Linked DNA regions of Rattus norvegicus: region 2 is linked to region 1. Evidence: chromatin contacts called from public Hi-C data. All regions are on one chromosome and are shown on one strand. The core of a region is the stretch at or near the end of the contact, and the rest is flanking DNA. Distances in the headings are between cores, read along the strand shown. Region 1 overlaps Sfxn5 (sideroflexin 5). Region 2 holds the start of Rab11fip5 (RAB11 family interacting protein 5).

Region 1 (7,309 bases), core at 1,960-4,459:
CTGTTTACGTGTTCTATCATGCTCAGCTCACGGGATCCAGGGGATGGAACCCAGGGTTTTGAGCACGCTAGACAAGCATACCACCAAGAAGACTGCAGCTCCAGCCTGCTTTTTCTGTTTTGTTTCCCTCCGTTTTGTTAAATTCGAATTTTTAACTAGCATCTTCATTATGACATTTTTATATGTGTAATCATTGCACTTGGTGGGTGCCCTGTTCTCTAACCAAGGGAATTCTGAGACAGTACCTTCTGTAGTATAGATCTCACATAGAGATCTTCCTGTCTCTACTTCCCAAGGGCTGGGGACACAGGGAGACACCTTGATAACACATGCTTTTCGAATAAGGAACACATGACAAGTGAACACCAACACTGGAGAAAACAGTGTCCTGGGATTCCAGCAAGAGTTTGAGACCAGCCTGGGATACCTGAGACCCTATTTCAAAACATTAAACAAATTGATGTTTGAAATACCTAAATGAAAAAGATCCTTTCTCAGTGAGTCTGGGTACACACACAGACAGAAAGAATTCGGAGGGAACAGGGCAACTCAAGGATTAAAGAGAACTTTGAAAACATTGCAGTATCTTCAAGTGGGGGGGGGGCTACAAGAAAAAGGGGAGGAGACAGATTCTAGCTCTACCACTTTCTGGATGGGAAGCTGGCTAACCTGCCTGCCTTCCTTGCTTCCTTTTTCTTTTCTTTCGTTTTCCTTTAAAAATATTTTATTTATTCTTATTTATGGGTATACTACTTGTACATTTACAGGGGGCTGGTGTTGTGCACATGTGTGCAGGTCTCCACAGCAACCAGAAGAGGGCACCAGATCCCACAGTACTGGAGTTATAAACCACTGTGAGCTTCCCAGTGTGGGTGCTAAGAATCACACTCTGGTCCTCTGCAAGAGCCCAGTGTACAGTTAACTGCTGAGTCACTGTCCTTACCCCATGCTGTGTTTTGCTTTTCGAGACAGAGCCTTAAGTGTCCCAGGCTGCTCTCAAACCCTCTACACAGCTGAGGATGGCCCTGAAATCCTGACTGTCCTGGCTCTGCCTCCGGAGTGCCAATCACATTTTATGCAGCGTTTCCTGCACAGAAGCTGCATTCCAACTGAGCTACATCCCCAAACAACACTCTGCACACAGGAGGCCAGAGTCAACTTCAGGTGTGTTCAATCCCTTTATACCTTAGCTTTCTGACTCAGCTAAACTGACTGGTCGGTGAGATCCAAGGATGCTCTTAACTCTGCATCCCCAGTACAGGGTTCAAGATGCGTGCCAGCCTCTCTGCCTGGCTTGTACCTGGGTACATCAAACTCAGGTCCCTAGGTTTGCATGGCAAACACTTTAGTGAATGAGCCTTCTCCCAGAACTTCATTTTTATTCTTTGCTCTTTTTGTGCTTCTAGAATCTATATCTTGTTGACATATTGCCATTTCAAAATTAGATAGATAATAGATAGATGATAGATAGATAGATAGATAGATAGGTATATGATCGATGGATAGATGGATGGATAGATAGACAGACAGACAGACAGACAGACAGACAGACAGGGCTGGCTGTAAAGGACACCATCACTTGGGTAACCTGCTCACAACACTGGGCTCACACTGTAGAGCAGTGGTTCCCAACCTTCCTAAAGCTATAACCCTTTAATACAGTTCCTCATGTTGTGGTGACCCTCAACCATAAAATCATTTCATTGCTACTTCCTAACTATAACTTTGCTACTGCTATGAATTGTGATGTCAATATCTGATACATGTGCCCTGTAAAGGGGTCTCCATCCACAGGTTGAGCACCACTGCTGTGGTTTATTATGTCATTAATATAATAAACACAACCACTAGAAAAGAAACAGTGTGGACTTAAAACTTTTGATGAGCTGGGCTTAGTGGCACACACCTTTAATCCCAGCACTCAGGAGGGAGAGGCAGGTAGATCTCTGTGTGTTTGTGGCCAGCCTGTTCATAGTGAGTTCTAGGACAGCCAGGGCTACATAGTGAATAGTGAGAACCTGTCTCAAAAGAAAAAAAGGTTTTGTTTTTATGTTTTGTTTTGTTTTATGAATGAGGCAGTTTATTAGCCCAGCATCCTTTGTTACCCAGCATCCTTTGTTCTAACGCTTCTTGTTGGTAGCTGCCGCCTTTCCAGATCTCTCTGTCCCTGAGGTGTTAGCTTGCAGCCCCCATCTTGGTCCTTTTCCACAATTTCCAGCCCCTCCAGGGCTTGGAGGACCCAGAGGGCCACACTCTTAAAGCCTCGGCTGAAGTGCCCGGGCCTGACACCATTTCTCTCCCGTCCTCTGTAGATCTTGGTCATGGTATGTTTTGTTTTTTAATGAGATCGATGCACACCATCCGAGCCCTCCATTAGCGCCTTTGTGTGTGGAGGACTAAGTGTCCAACAAAATCCCTGTGGTTAGAGAGCAGCAGCTGGTGGGGGGCTGACTGTGGAGGGCTCCGTGTGACTGAACTCCTGCGGCAGGGGAGAAGTGACTTGCACCTTTCCCAGGTCAGCACTTCCCAGCCCTGTAACTTCTTTTCTTCCTGCGTGTCAGAACTAGGTGGAGCTGCACACAGCCTTGCTGATGCTAACAGGACACCACCAAGGGAGGGTAGAGATGAGCCAGTCAAACATTCTCCCCTTCTTAGCAGGTACTTTATCTCCACTGAAAGCCAAGTGACTGCACATAGGGTCAGGCACAATGTTGGGCCCTTTGGACCTGGGGCAGCCACCATCTTTCCTTGTCCTCCTAGTTAAATTCCCACACGCCTTTGACATGTACTTTTTTTCCCTTATGTTAAAGCACATCTGTAACCCCAGCATCAGGAAACTGAGGCAGAAGCCTGGATTCCAGGCCAGCCTAAGCCTTACAGCAAGTTCCGGGCCAGCCTGGGCAGCAGGGAGAGAAACTGTCTCAACAAATCAGAACCAAGTAAACAGAAACTTAACCAGACAGGGCCTGGTGACATATGCCTACATAACCCTAAAACTGGGAAGCAGAGGAGAAAGGGTCATCAGTTCAAACCATTCCCAGCTACACAGTGAATTTGAGGCTATCCTGGGCTACAAGAAACCCTGTCCCAAGTAACAACAGCAATCAGTCAGAAGAGGAAGGAGGTGAAACCCACGCTCCCTTCCTGACAAGTCTACACACCAGGCCCAACTCTAAAGAACAGGTTAAAAACACTGAGTTTACAGTGTCTGGCTGAACTTTGCCCTGTGACCTGCTGGACCGATGAGTTGGGTTCAGAAAAGGCAGCAAGTACTCCCCACAGTGAAAAAGCTCAAGTTCCACAAGCCACTCATGCAAACAGGTCACAAAGGCCACCCTGGGAACCAGACATGGAAGGCCAGTTGAGCCCATTGGCTGGCCACCACATGTAGCACGCAGGCCAGGACCCCTGGCATCTTCACAGCACACAGAGGCACCTGCTCGCTGAACTGCAGCCCCAGGGTTAGAGCTGACCTCCTTTGTACACAGCCCAGCACTCAGTGAACCTCTGGCTGAACACGGAACTGTGCAGCCCCGACCTGTGGGGATGCCTGACTTTAGGAATGGCCAGGCGTGGATCTGAGAGCTGAGGCCCTGTTTGCTTGGCTCACTTGGAGAACAGGGACAAAGGGCAGTGTGGTGAAGCCATCTGGGTGGCTGTCAGAGCACACAAATTCACTGAGTTAAGAAGTAGCCATTGTCTCAGCTGAACCTGCCTCAGCGGAGACTAAGGGAGGGGTAGGCTGGGGTCCCACATGCTGCTAAGAGGCAGGACGCACCCCAGCACCCAGAGGGAGAACGACAGCCCCACCCCCAGTCTGGCTCACTTACTTCCCCTCTGTCTCCTAGCAAGCTGCTTCTTTAAACCTCCTAAGGCAGCAAAGACAGAGCCTATTTAAAACAACCTCCAGAAGGTAATTAAACAGAGCCTGAAGGGGACCCTTCTGTACCGGGAAGGAGGCCTCCATTCAACAAACAAAAAAACTTCCTAATTGATCAGTTGAGCCCATTGCATTATAGCGCACCATTAATTGTGTTGCCATGGTAACTCCAGGTACCATGTACCTATACAAGCCTATGTGGGGTGAAGGGAGCCCCAATTCTGCAGACACAGGAAAGAAGAGAGATGTCCTGCCTGCTTCTGCAGGATTTTGGTGGCAGCTGTGGCTTCTTTTGGCGAGAAGCTTCCTCTAGAGAGAGGTCAGGCCCTGCAGAGGAGCCCAGGTTTGAATTTGAAATCCCCCATTAGCTCACTATGCGATGGGAGATGATTTACTTAGTCTTTCTGGGCCTCCAGTATCTCTTTTGTAATATGAAGATAGGGATATTTGCGATCAAGCTTATTATAAGAGAATTCACTTGGTGAGCAAATGTTTATCAAGCACACCTACTTTACATTAAATACTAAAGATAGCGCGATACAAAACAGTAAGGCAGTTCAGTTGGAAGAACGCTGTTTTGGCATGTCTGAAATCCTGGCTTCCATGTGAGCATCACATAAACCAGCCATGGCGGTACATGCCTCTAATCACAGCACTCTGAGGTGGAGGCAGGAGGGTCAGGAGTTCAAAGTCACCCTTAGCTACATAGTGAGTTTGAAGCCAGCCTAGAACACATGAGAGCCGCAGTACAGAAGTTTCCTCCAAACTAAAACATTCAGAAGGGAGAGAAGACCATGAGACTCAGAAGGTAGACAAAAAGCTCATATCTAGGAAAGCAGAAACTTGAAAGATTCTTGGATTGTTTTCCAAGGGGTATCGAAACAGACTATAACTGCCAGGGGTGGAGACTGACCGACCAAGCTGAGAGAGATTCTAGACTGTAGAGCTCCTGCAAGTCACATGTCATTCCTAGGCGTGGCAACCATTAAGGAAGGTGACCATCTGTGGAGAAGCTATCAGCTGTCCATGAACAGAAGAGCAATTGAGACCACCTTCAGATGGCTTCGATCACTAAGGACACACCCAAGATATCCAGGCAGCTCGTGACATCTGTGACTGTAGTTATCAGGACCAGCTTTGGAATTTTGATCCAGATATCGGCCAAAGAACCATAGAGCAGACAGTGTGCAGGTGCAGAGAGACCATGACTACTAACCATAGAGCAGACAGAGTGCAGGTGCAGAGAGACCATGACTACTAACCATAGAGCAGACAGAGTGCAGGTGCAGAGAGACCATGACTACTAACCATAGAGCAGACAGAGTGCAGGTGCAGAGAGACCATGACTACTGTGTACTCCAGGTCTAAGAACCTTGTAGGACTTCAGATGCCCCACACATGATACTTGAGCAGGAGCAGGGCCATCCCTGAGTTAGGACCTGGGCTCTCCTTAATTTCACACCCTGTGGTGAAGCTGATATGCCATCTCTGTCCCCTCTATCCCCCAGTCTGTGAAGGCCAGGCATATGTGACATTGATGACTGTGGCCCAAGGAAGGAGGAATGTGACAGCCACCACACATCGTCCAATTCTTCAGGCTCGGCAGAGGGAGACACTGCTCCAGGGGACCAGAGTGACAGGCTCACACCTAGAGTGCTGTGCCACCTAGCCACCAGATGGACCCACCAGGCTCTGCCACTGCCAGCCAGAACTCAGCAGCACAGGAAACAGCTAAATGCCAAGCTCTGGGCCCTTCCCCCACTCCCACTCCCAGGAGGCCAGTAGGGGCTTTGGGGACAGCAAACAAAGCTGAAAAACAGGACAGCAACTCTCCGCTCTCTGAGCAGTGAAAGAGAATAATGTGGCCTCTTTCCTTGAACTCTGGGGGGTCCCAAGAGGCCCAGCTCAGAGGCTGTGGGGCATGAAGGAGCTTAGGCAGGTAGCAGGCCAGAGTGAAAGTGGCCTCACTTCTAACTTTACAAGGGCACTGGAAGGTATGTGGGCTCCTTCAGGCTATAGGGGCCCCAAAGCCGGACAGAAATGTCACCACTGGGGAGGGAGTGAGACTACAGCCTGACTCTCTGCCCAGGGCTGCAGGGCAAATACCTCCAGACAGACAGGACCTGCTTGATTGCCTGGGCTTCCGGTCTCATCACTCCCCTGGGGCCCTGCATGGGCACTGGGCCAAGGTACTGAGGTCACTTTAGCATGAGAGACTCCAGAACATTTGCCCTGAGGCGCTTCTTCTCTGGACTTTCAGCACAATGTGCATCTTTGTCTGCCCCAGTCCCACTGAAAACTTGCCCACTCCTTTGTCTTCCTTGCCTAGACCACCCCCACCAGCCAATCTCAAATTAAACAAACAAACAAACAAACAAACAAACAAAACTTCCAGGCTAAGTTTGTGCCATACACCTTTAATCTCAGCACTCAAGTCATAAAAGTAGGATGAGTTTTATGAGTTCAGGGCTAGCCTGGCCTACATAACACATTCTAGAACAGCCATAACTACACAGAAAGACCCTGTCTTAAAACACCAAAGAAGGAAGAGAAGGGAGAGGAGAAGGAAGAAGAAGAAGAGGAGAGAGAGAGAGAGAGAGAGAGAGAGAGAGAGAGAGAGAGAGAGAAAAGAAGAGAGGGAGAGAGAGGGAGGGGGAGAAAGAGGAAGGAGGAGAGGAGGAGGAGGGAGAGGAGGAGGAAGAAGAGAAGAAAGAGCAGGAGGAGGGGATATTCTCTAGCTGCACCTCGTCTGGGCAAGTTTCTGCTTCCATTGCTCTCTCACACTCTCATTTTTCTTCATCTGTCTTGTCTGAGGTGGGGCAGGGTATCCTGTGAGGAAAAGATACCCAGCTTCATCCTTGCCCTCTGTCCTGGAGTGATGGAAAGAAAGGAGAAGGAGAGACAAGGAAACCTGAGAAAGGAGGACTTACTTCAGCGGTGAGCATTTGCCTAGCAACAGACCCTGGATCAGTCCCCAGCACTTAGAGAGGAAAGGAGGGAACGGGAGTGTCAATTTACAATGTCTGCCGGGTGGGACTCAGGAGATGGCACTCTTGGGGAAGTGCCTGCCATTTAACTGTGAACACCTAATATGGGGTCCCCAACACCTGTGTAAAAGGTCAGATGTGACAGCGTACACCTGTGAACCCAGTGATGTGGGGTGGAGGCAGACTAGTAATGGCCAGCTACCACAGCCAAATCAATAAGCCACAGCTTCAACAGGAGGCCCTTTCTCCAGAAATAAATGTGGTAAGCAGTTGAGGAAAAACACCATCTGTCTTCCACACACTACTACTGCATACATATATGCACTTGCACATACACATGCACACACTAACAAGTGCATACAATGGACACATGAACACGCAGAATACATCTAATATCTTAAGTCTAGGAGTTGCAGAATGATCATAAATTAAAGAAACAGAA
Region 2 (7,450 bases), core at 2,930-5,429, 79 kb after region 1:
AGAGGCCAAGGCAGGTCTCTCCACCCAAAAAGCTTTGGGACAGACTCCCTAGCCTCTGACTCCAAAATTCTTGCTTTTTCTTCCATCTTCCAAATTATTCAGGGTCATTCCCCTGTGGCACAAGCCACATCCACAGCAGTAAGCCATGAAGAGTCCAAGTGTCCCCGTCTGACCACACAGGTGACAAAGAACACTAGCTGCCACCACCCCATCTAGGTCCTGGGAGCCAGGGTGGCAAACCTGGACTCACTAGGAGTTCTGGGATGGGGTGGGGTCCCTTCCAGTGGTGGTAAAAAGCTAGAAGGGAGTAGCACCTTGTAATTGTCCCCGCCACAACATCAACACTGGTGTCATGCAGGCAGATGGTGCTCCAGAGGGGAAGTAGCTCTAACAAAATGTCATGTGCACCATGTTTTTTGTATTGAGAGCTTCCTCTCTGGGGCTGGAAATGTAGTTCAGCAGTATAGTGTGTGCTTGCGTAGCACACACTGGTCACGGAGTCCCATCCCTCGTGTGGGCTGGGTGGGGAGCACAGAGCATGGATTTCCTCTTTGGATATTTCGAAAGCCTCCAGTAAAACCTCTCACACTGAAGACTGTCTCACAGAGAAGTGAGTTTCAGGGACCCCTGGGGTAGCTAGAGTCTCAGCACAGAAGCCAGGTCCCACAGCAACTCCAAACCTACCCTTGTGAAAGCAGCACGCTTCATGGATGGCATCTTACCAATCTATACAGCCAATCTCTATCACTGTGACCCTTGCAGAGATGGGATGAAATGGTTAAGGAACCAGCATTGTGCCAGCGTGCCTTCCTCCAGGGCATGGGCAGTGCCAAGCAAGGCTGCCAGGGAGAGCTGCAGAGCCATCAGGTGACCTGAGTCTGGATTTCGGATCAGGGATGCCTCTCAGGTGCAGCTCAAGTTCTTGGGCCTCCCAAGGGCTGCAGAAGGCAGCCAGGGATTCTGAGACTCTTCCTGTCACCAACCACAGACAGGTTTTCTCAGACTTAAAGTTCTTGAGCAGTTCTTCTAAGGCAGAGAACTTCTTCCAGATGTAGGCTACCAGATGCTGTGGCCAACATGTCCTTCCACCATCATGTCTCTTCACTACCCCACTCCCTCTGCACCTCACACACGCACACACTCACTCAGTGCCGGGGAACTGCACTAAATCTTCCTCTATATCCTCATTTCATCTCCCACATCAATACTGGGAAGGTATAAGTTACCCCCATTTTAAAGACTAGTAAACTGAGACACTCAAAGAGTTTACCTGCCTTGCCATGAAGGAGCACACAAGAGAGAAAGAGATCTTATGTGTACCATGCAACTTCTCAGCTTGTGCTTCTCAAGTCAGATTCTCTGCGGACAGGAGCCCACCACCTGTTCCCTCTGCTCCTGCCTCTTATGTGAATACGGTGCTTTTCCACAAGATTCCAAAACCTCTCGGTTTTGTTACCCTTGATCTTCTCTACCCCAGTGAAGATCAATGTTACCCTTGATCTTCTCTACCTCAGTGGCTCAGGCCAGCGTGGTCCAGGAAACACCTCTAGGAGCGGCCATTAGAGCCTGAGGGCTGTGGAAATGGCAGCCTTGGTTCTGTCAGTGAGCAAGCTGTGAGGTCCAGTGACTAGAGGAACAGAGCGGGCCAACTGTGTGGACTTTTCCTCTGCCCACCCTAAGTGCCCCACTTCCTGCCCTCTCCACTCTATAAATAATCCTGGTCATGGCATCAGCAGAAAGGCAGCCAGGTGGGTGTGAAACAAGGCTTGTGGAAAAGATGACTTCTCAAAGTAAATTAAAGCTCCCATTCCGATCAAGGGATAGCACGTCACATTCTCCCGGGAGCACTGTTCTTGGCTGAAAACAGGCCCACCTGGACTTGCAGGCTGGGCCAGCTCCACTAAGAAAGATGCAAGGCCAAGAGGGAAGCAAGCACATGAACAACAACAAGGGGGAAAAAAATCAAAGAAGCTAGTTCCCCCACCCCCCAGCCCCGTCCCTTTTAGTCCACCCTCCTCCTAATGCATACCCCCATATAATGTACCAGCCTGGCTGGAGCAACTGAAGGGAATGAGAAAGTTAAGAGCTAAGAGATCAGGAGAGAGCAGTCCTTCCCACACCCAGGCCCCTGATCAGCCTGCACCAGGAAGGAGAGTAAGGACACAAAAGAGGGAGGGAAAAGAAAAAAACAAGGACCAAGTTGTACCTCATGACTCCACACCCAGCAACTAAACAGCAAGTCATGAGGGAAGGAGAGAAGCCAGGGGAGGGAAGATGAAGTCAGGTCACAGCCCTGCTGGAATGTGCCCAGGTCTATCCCACCCCAGCCACACTGGGCCAGCCAGGAAAGCCCTTCCCTAGTCATGTTTTGGAAAAAAAGAATTGTTCAAGGTCAGATCCTTTTCTATTCAAAGCCTGCTTTCCTCTTAGTCTGCACCAGGCTGAAGGCTCATCCCTCTCCAACAGCCTTCCTTGATTTACTCAAAAACAATAAACCTTTTCTAGCAGTTCTCCTACGTAGGGGTACCACTCTGCACCCATTCTCTGGGACCCCACCCAGGAGGCTTAGAAATTAACTGGCCCAGCCAGCTACAGCAGATGGTCAGCCCTGGGGCCTGACTTCTAGATGATCCGTGGCCCAAACAGGAAAAGGTGCTCCAAGTCTTAGGTCTTTTATTTGTTTGGTTGGTTTGGTTTTCAAGGCAGGGTTTCTCTGTGTGCTGGCCTGGAATCCAGAGATCTACACATCTCTGCCTCTCAAATGCTGGCATTTACGGCAAATCTTAGGTCTTGATCTTAACCCTACAAAGGGCAAACTTGACAAAATAAATGTTTAACCTCCTACACTCACAGCCAGGTTTTGGAGTCTCTGGCCTTTGAATCCAGCATTGGGGAGGCAGAGACAGTAAAATCTCTGAGTTCAAAGGCAGCCTGGTCTACATAGCATGTTCCAGGGCAGCCAGAGCTACATAGAAAGACCCTGTCTTAAAACAAAACAAAACAAGAACCCCTCCTATCCTTTCTATAGAAAATATTCTGGAGAATTGAAGGGTATTATAACTATGCCACTGTGTCACTGATCCAAGCTGATCCAAGTGTTCCCTTCCTTTACTCTGAGGTGGCCCAGTGCTCTCTATCCTAGACACAGAGTCAGGGAGTATGACTACATGGTGATGAGCATCCCTGAACATTCAAAAGGCAGGTGTCCTGTGTAACTCCTGGGAACACTGGGGCATCTCCCTTCAATCCTGCCTTGGAAGAAAACACCTCACCTTGCTGCCTCTACAAGGTGAGACCGCCTCTCCACTCCCCTACAGGGCAGGCACCTCTTTGACAAAAGGAAGGCAGACCCTAGAGTCTTGAAATTTCCCTTCTTGAATTCCCACAGCCTCAGAATCCCATTCTGAACTTTCCTTGGCCATGTACTACTGACGCTTGGTCAGTAGATCAACTCCAACAGGCCTTCCAGGCCCACCAGGCTGCTTGGGAGACAGTCAAGAGGCCAGAGGGCTGAATGAGAAGTAACAACTACTATGTCGGTTTGTGTCCTTGAGTGGGAAGACGGGGTTCAGACATCCCAACCAGCCCCGCCCAGTTAGGCCTTCAACCGTCCTGTGCCCGCTCCCAGCGCCCCAGACTCACTGCGTGTGCTGGGCGCGGCCTGCGCGAAAGACCTCGTCCAGAGCTACGGTTGCCCGGCCTAGAAACTTGTCCACACCGATGAGCGAGCGGTGCATGGTGGTAAGCACGAGTTCGCAGGCGGCGTTGGGACCGGAGGCCCAGGGCGCAGGGCCCGCATCTGTCTCCTGTGCCCGCAGGAGGCCGTCCAGGGCGCCGGGCGGCAGCTCGAACGAACACTCTTCGCACCATTCCGGGCAGCCTTGCGTCTTCTCCACCACCGAGGTGCTGTACTTCTCTCGGCCCACCTGGATCACCGTGTACGCGTCGCTGGTGCTGCCGGCGCCCGAGCTCTTGCCCCTCAACCCGCTGGCCCGCAGCACGGTCACCTGGACGTGCGTGGGCAGCCAGCGGGAGGACCCGGCCGCCGGTTCATCGTCCCGCACCAGGGCCATGGTGGACCCTGGGACCCAGTGATAGACGTGGCAGCCGCGGGATGCTGTCAGGAGCCGGCTCCCCGCGCCGCCTGCAGCGTACGGACCGCCGCAGCTGCGGGATGGCCTGGGCCGAGCGGGCCGCCGCCTCCCCGCCGCCCCGCCTCCCGGGCGGCCGGCCGCCCCGCGACGTCACGCCCCGCCCAGGCCCGGCCAGGCCCCGCCCCAAGTTCCACCAGCGTATAGCTGCCTAAGAGCTAAAGAAACCCAAAGAGGGGCGCGGCCTCTGCAAAGATGTGGGCGGGGCTTTCTCATTGGCCCAGCCCCTCTGGGGGAACCTCAAGCTCGAGCTGCGGTACAAAAAGGTGACCCGCGCAGAAGGGGCGTGGCCTCTGCTTGTGTTGGAGGAGAGGCTTGAGATCTGGCCACGCCTTAATCACGACCGGATTCGCTTGAGCACATTGCAGAGCAGCAAAGGAAGAAATGGAGGGGGCTACGAGCGAAGGCAGCTAGCAGCCTCTGCAGAGAGGTGGGCGTGGTTGCCACCATGGCCCCGCCCCGTTTAGGCAGCGACTCGGTGCTAGAGAGCCGGACTTTTGCATACTATCCACTGCGCTCTACCTGGGCAGTTTCAGGTTCTTCCCCCTCAACCTCCTCTACTCTTGAAAACCGTTGCCACTTCCAAGATCCATTACGCTCAGCGTGCGTTTGAGGGTAGATGCCTACTCTAGAGATCCCCTAAATCGCACATTCGCTCCCATTTTCAACTCTCAGCTCCATATATGTGATGACCTGGATCAGCCCCCTAGGTGCTGAGAAGTCACTGGAGTGGGATTTCAAACAACTGTTCTTTTTCTGTTTTGGTTCTCCCCCCGCCCCCCCCTTTTTTTTTTTTGAAACGGGGTCTCTTAGGTAGTTCTGGCTCTCCCTCCTGGAACTCGCTATGTAGATTAGGCCTCGAATTTCTAAAGATTTCTGCCTCTACTGAATGCTGGAATTAGACAGGCTCCACCAGGACAAGAGTTTTTGTTTAGTTTTGTTTTTTCTTTCTTTTTGAGCTGTTTTGATTTTTTTTTTTTTTTTTTAAGATCAAGGGCTCACAAGTTAGCTTTGCACGTCCCCTAACTCATGCCTACTGGCTTTAAAACTTTTGTGTGACACAGTGTGGTAGTGCACACCTTTAATCCCAGCACTTGCACTTGGGAAGCAGAGGGGGGAAGATCTTTTTAAGTTTGAGGCCAGCCTGGTCTACATATTAAGTTCCAGGCCAGCCAAGACTGAGTGGTAACACTTTTTCGAAAAAAAAAAAAAAACTCAAAAAAACAAAAAACAAAAAAACATTAGGCTTATATACAAACAAGGCAGACAGGGCCTTGTTTGTAGTAGACAAGCATTCTACCACAAGGCTAATTTTCAACCTCTAAACCCATTCTTACAAGCCTACTGTGCACTGTGTTCTGAGAACTGCCAGCACACTTGGTTCGTTGCAAAGATAATGGTTAATAATTATGGATGCTGAATTTTAGCAGGACTTGGCCAAGGACTGACTCATGAGCTGTCTGTGCATGACCTCACCTATTCTTCAGAGCACCCTGTATGTGAATTCCCAGAATGCAGAATTATAGGTTAGACAAATTTACCTAAAATGCATAACAAAGAAGCCGAGTAGCACAGCCTGTAATCCCAGGATTCTGAAGGCAAATTCAAGGCCAGCCTGGGCTACGTGGTGAGCCTTTACTTTCTTCTGTTAACTTTCAGAGCCTACCCTTAGATTTTGTTTTTTCTTTTTTCATTTTTCAAGACAGATCCTCTCTGTGTAACCTTGGATGTTGTGGAACTCTCTGCAGACCAGGCTGGCCTTGACTGAGATCCGCCTGCCTCTGCCTCCCAGTCCTGGGATTAAAGGCGTGTACCACCACTGTCGGGCTTAGAATACTTTTCAATAATGTTTACATATATGCTCAGGACAAAAAACAAAACGGTAGGCGACAAGGTTACTCCATTGCCCCCAAACCTGAGGACTTGAGTTTGACCCTCAGGGCCTACATGATAGGCGAGCGCTGACTCCAGCAATTCGTTCTCAAACCCCAACGCGTGCACTGCAGCACACTTCCTCCCGCAAAAAATAGTGATAAAATTGAGAAGCATCAGGAGGGGAGAAGGGAGAGACTCCAAAAGCCCTCCCTTCCTAGATGCCGGTATATATCTATTACTTTATTCTGTCTGTCTGTCTGTCTGTCTGTCTGTCTGTCTGTCTGTCTGTCTGTCGGGGGTGTCAGAGAGCAATCCATGGGCCTCAGTTCTCACAGGATCACATCAGGTCATTAGGCTCCCTGGCAACCACCTGCTTTACCTGCTGAGCTTTCTTATCTGATTATACCTACTTTTAAATTTCTTTTTTTTTTTAAGATTTACTTTATTTATATGAGTACACTGTAGCTAGCTCCAGACACACAAGAGGACATCTGATCCCATTACAGATGGTTGTGAGCCACCATGTGGTTGCTGGGAATTGAACTCAGGATCTCTGGAAGAGAAGTCGATGCTCTTAACTACTGAGCCATCTCTCCAGCCCTACTTTTAAATTTCTGTTTGAGCCAGGGTCTTACCATGTAACCCTGACTGGCCTCAAACGCACAGGGATCAGCCTGCCTCTGCCTCCCAAGTGCTGCTAGTATTCGTCATCATTTTGGGCTCTTTATTAACTTATTTTTGAGACAGGGTCTGGGTAGCCCAGGCTGGCCTTGAAATCACCATAGACCGGCCTTGAACTCCCGGATCCTCCGGCCTTTCCCTTCAGAATTCTGGGATTCCAGATCAGCACCACTGTGCCTATCTTCAATCTAAACACACTTACTTTCGTTTCTTGTAAATGGTGCCAGCACCTCCAGTTGTAGTCTGGAGATAAACCCCAAGCTTTCTCTCAGGCTTTTTATAACTGGGCCACACACCTCTGAGTATACACCCCGTAAAGACATTTGTGTTTCCAGGCCTTGGGGTTGGCTGCACTTAGCTGTATAAACTGCTTCTGTGGCTAGATCTAAATTTGGCGCTGGCCATTAGCTCACACCCACTCTCCGTCCTCTGTCCTACTGTGGGCCTTCCCTCATTGGGAGGTTCACAGGGACACCCTTTCTTTCTTAGGTAGCGTCCAAATCTCCACTTCCTAGGCTGCACCCTCCACTGGGAAGTCAGCACACCAGGGAAAGGAGACTCTTGAGAGAACTCCAGCACAGCCCATCTGGTCAGCCTCCCACAATAGGGTGTGTCATCTCTGTCACATTTTAGATTCTCCTAGACAGACTGCACCAAGTCTGCTAGCCCTCAAGCTTCCTGGAATTCCTCCTCCACCTCCACCTTTCATCTCGCAGTGAGAACACTGGAAGTACAAATGTGTG

The links. A called contact is a pair of places that touch in the nucleus more often than the background predicts.
Region 2: a contact with region 1 is called in a Hi-C map of liver, with 2.1 times the contacts expected there. The contact joins the promoter of Rab11fip5 here to the enhancer-like site in region 1. A contact is called at or near these places in 3 of 12 Hi-C or Micro-C datasets (frontal cortex and liver).

What each region holds. Positions count from the first base shown.
Region 1 is chr4:119,384,007-119,391,315 of GRCr8, forward strand. All of the region lies in intron 3 of Sfxn5 (sideroflexin 5), which reads right to left. Among named protein-coding and RNA genes, the nearest start is that of Sfxn5, 40 kb to the right of the region's middle. Within about 2 kb of position 3,210, at least 17 of the 93 cell types and tissues checked have an H3K27ac peak or open chromatin away from gene starts, as enhancers often do. A contact at or near this core is called in liver, where this site is marked.
Region 2 is chr4:119,462,034-119,469,483 of GRCr8, forward strand. Rab11fip5 (RAB11 family interacting protein 5) reads right to left here and starts at 4,180. Exons shown (of 5, transcript NM_001399548.1): 1 at 3,643-4,180. The coding sequence starts at 4,073.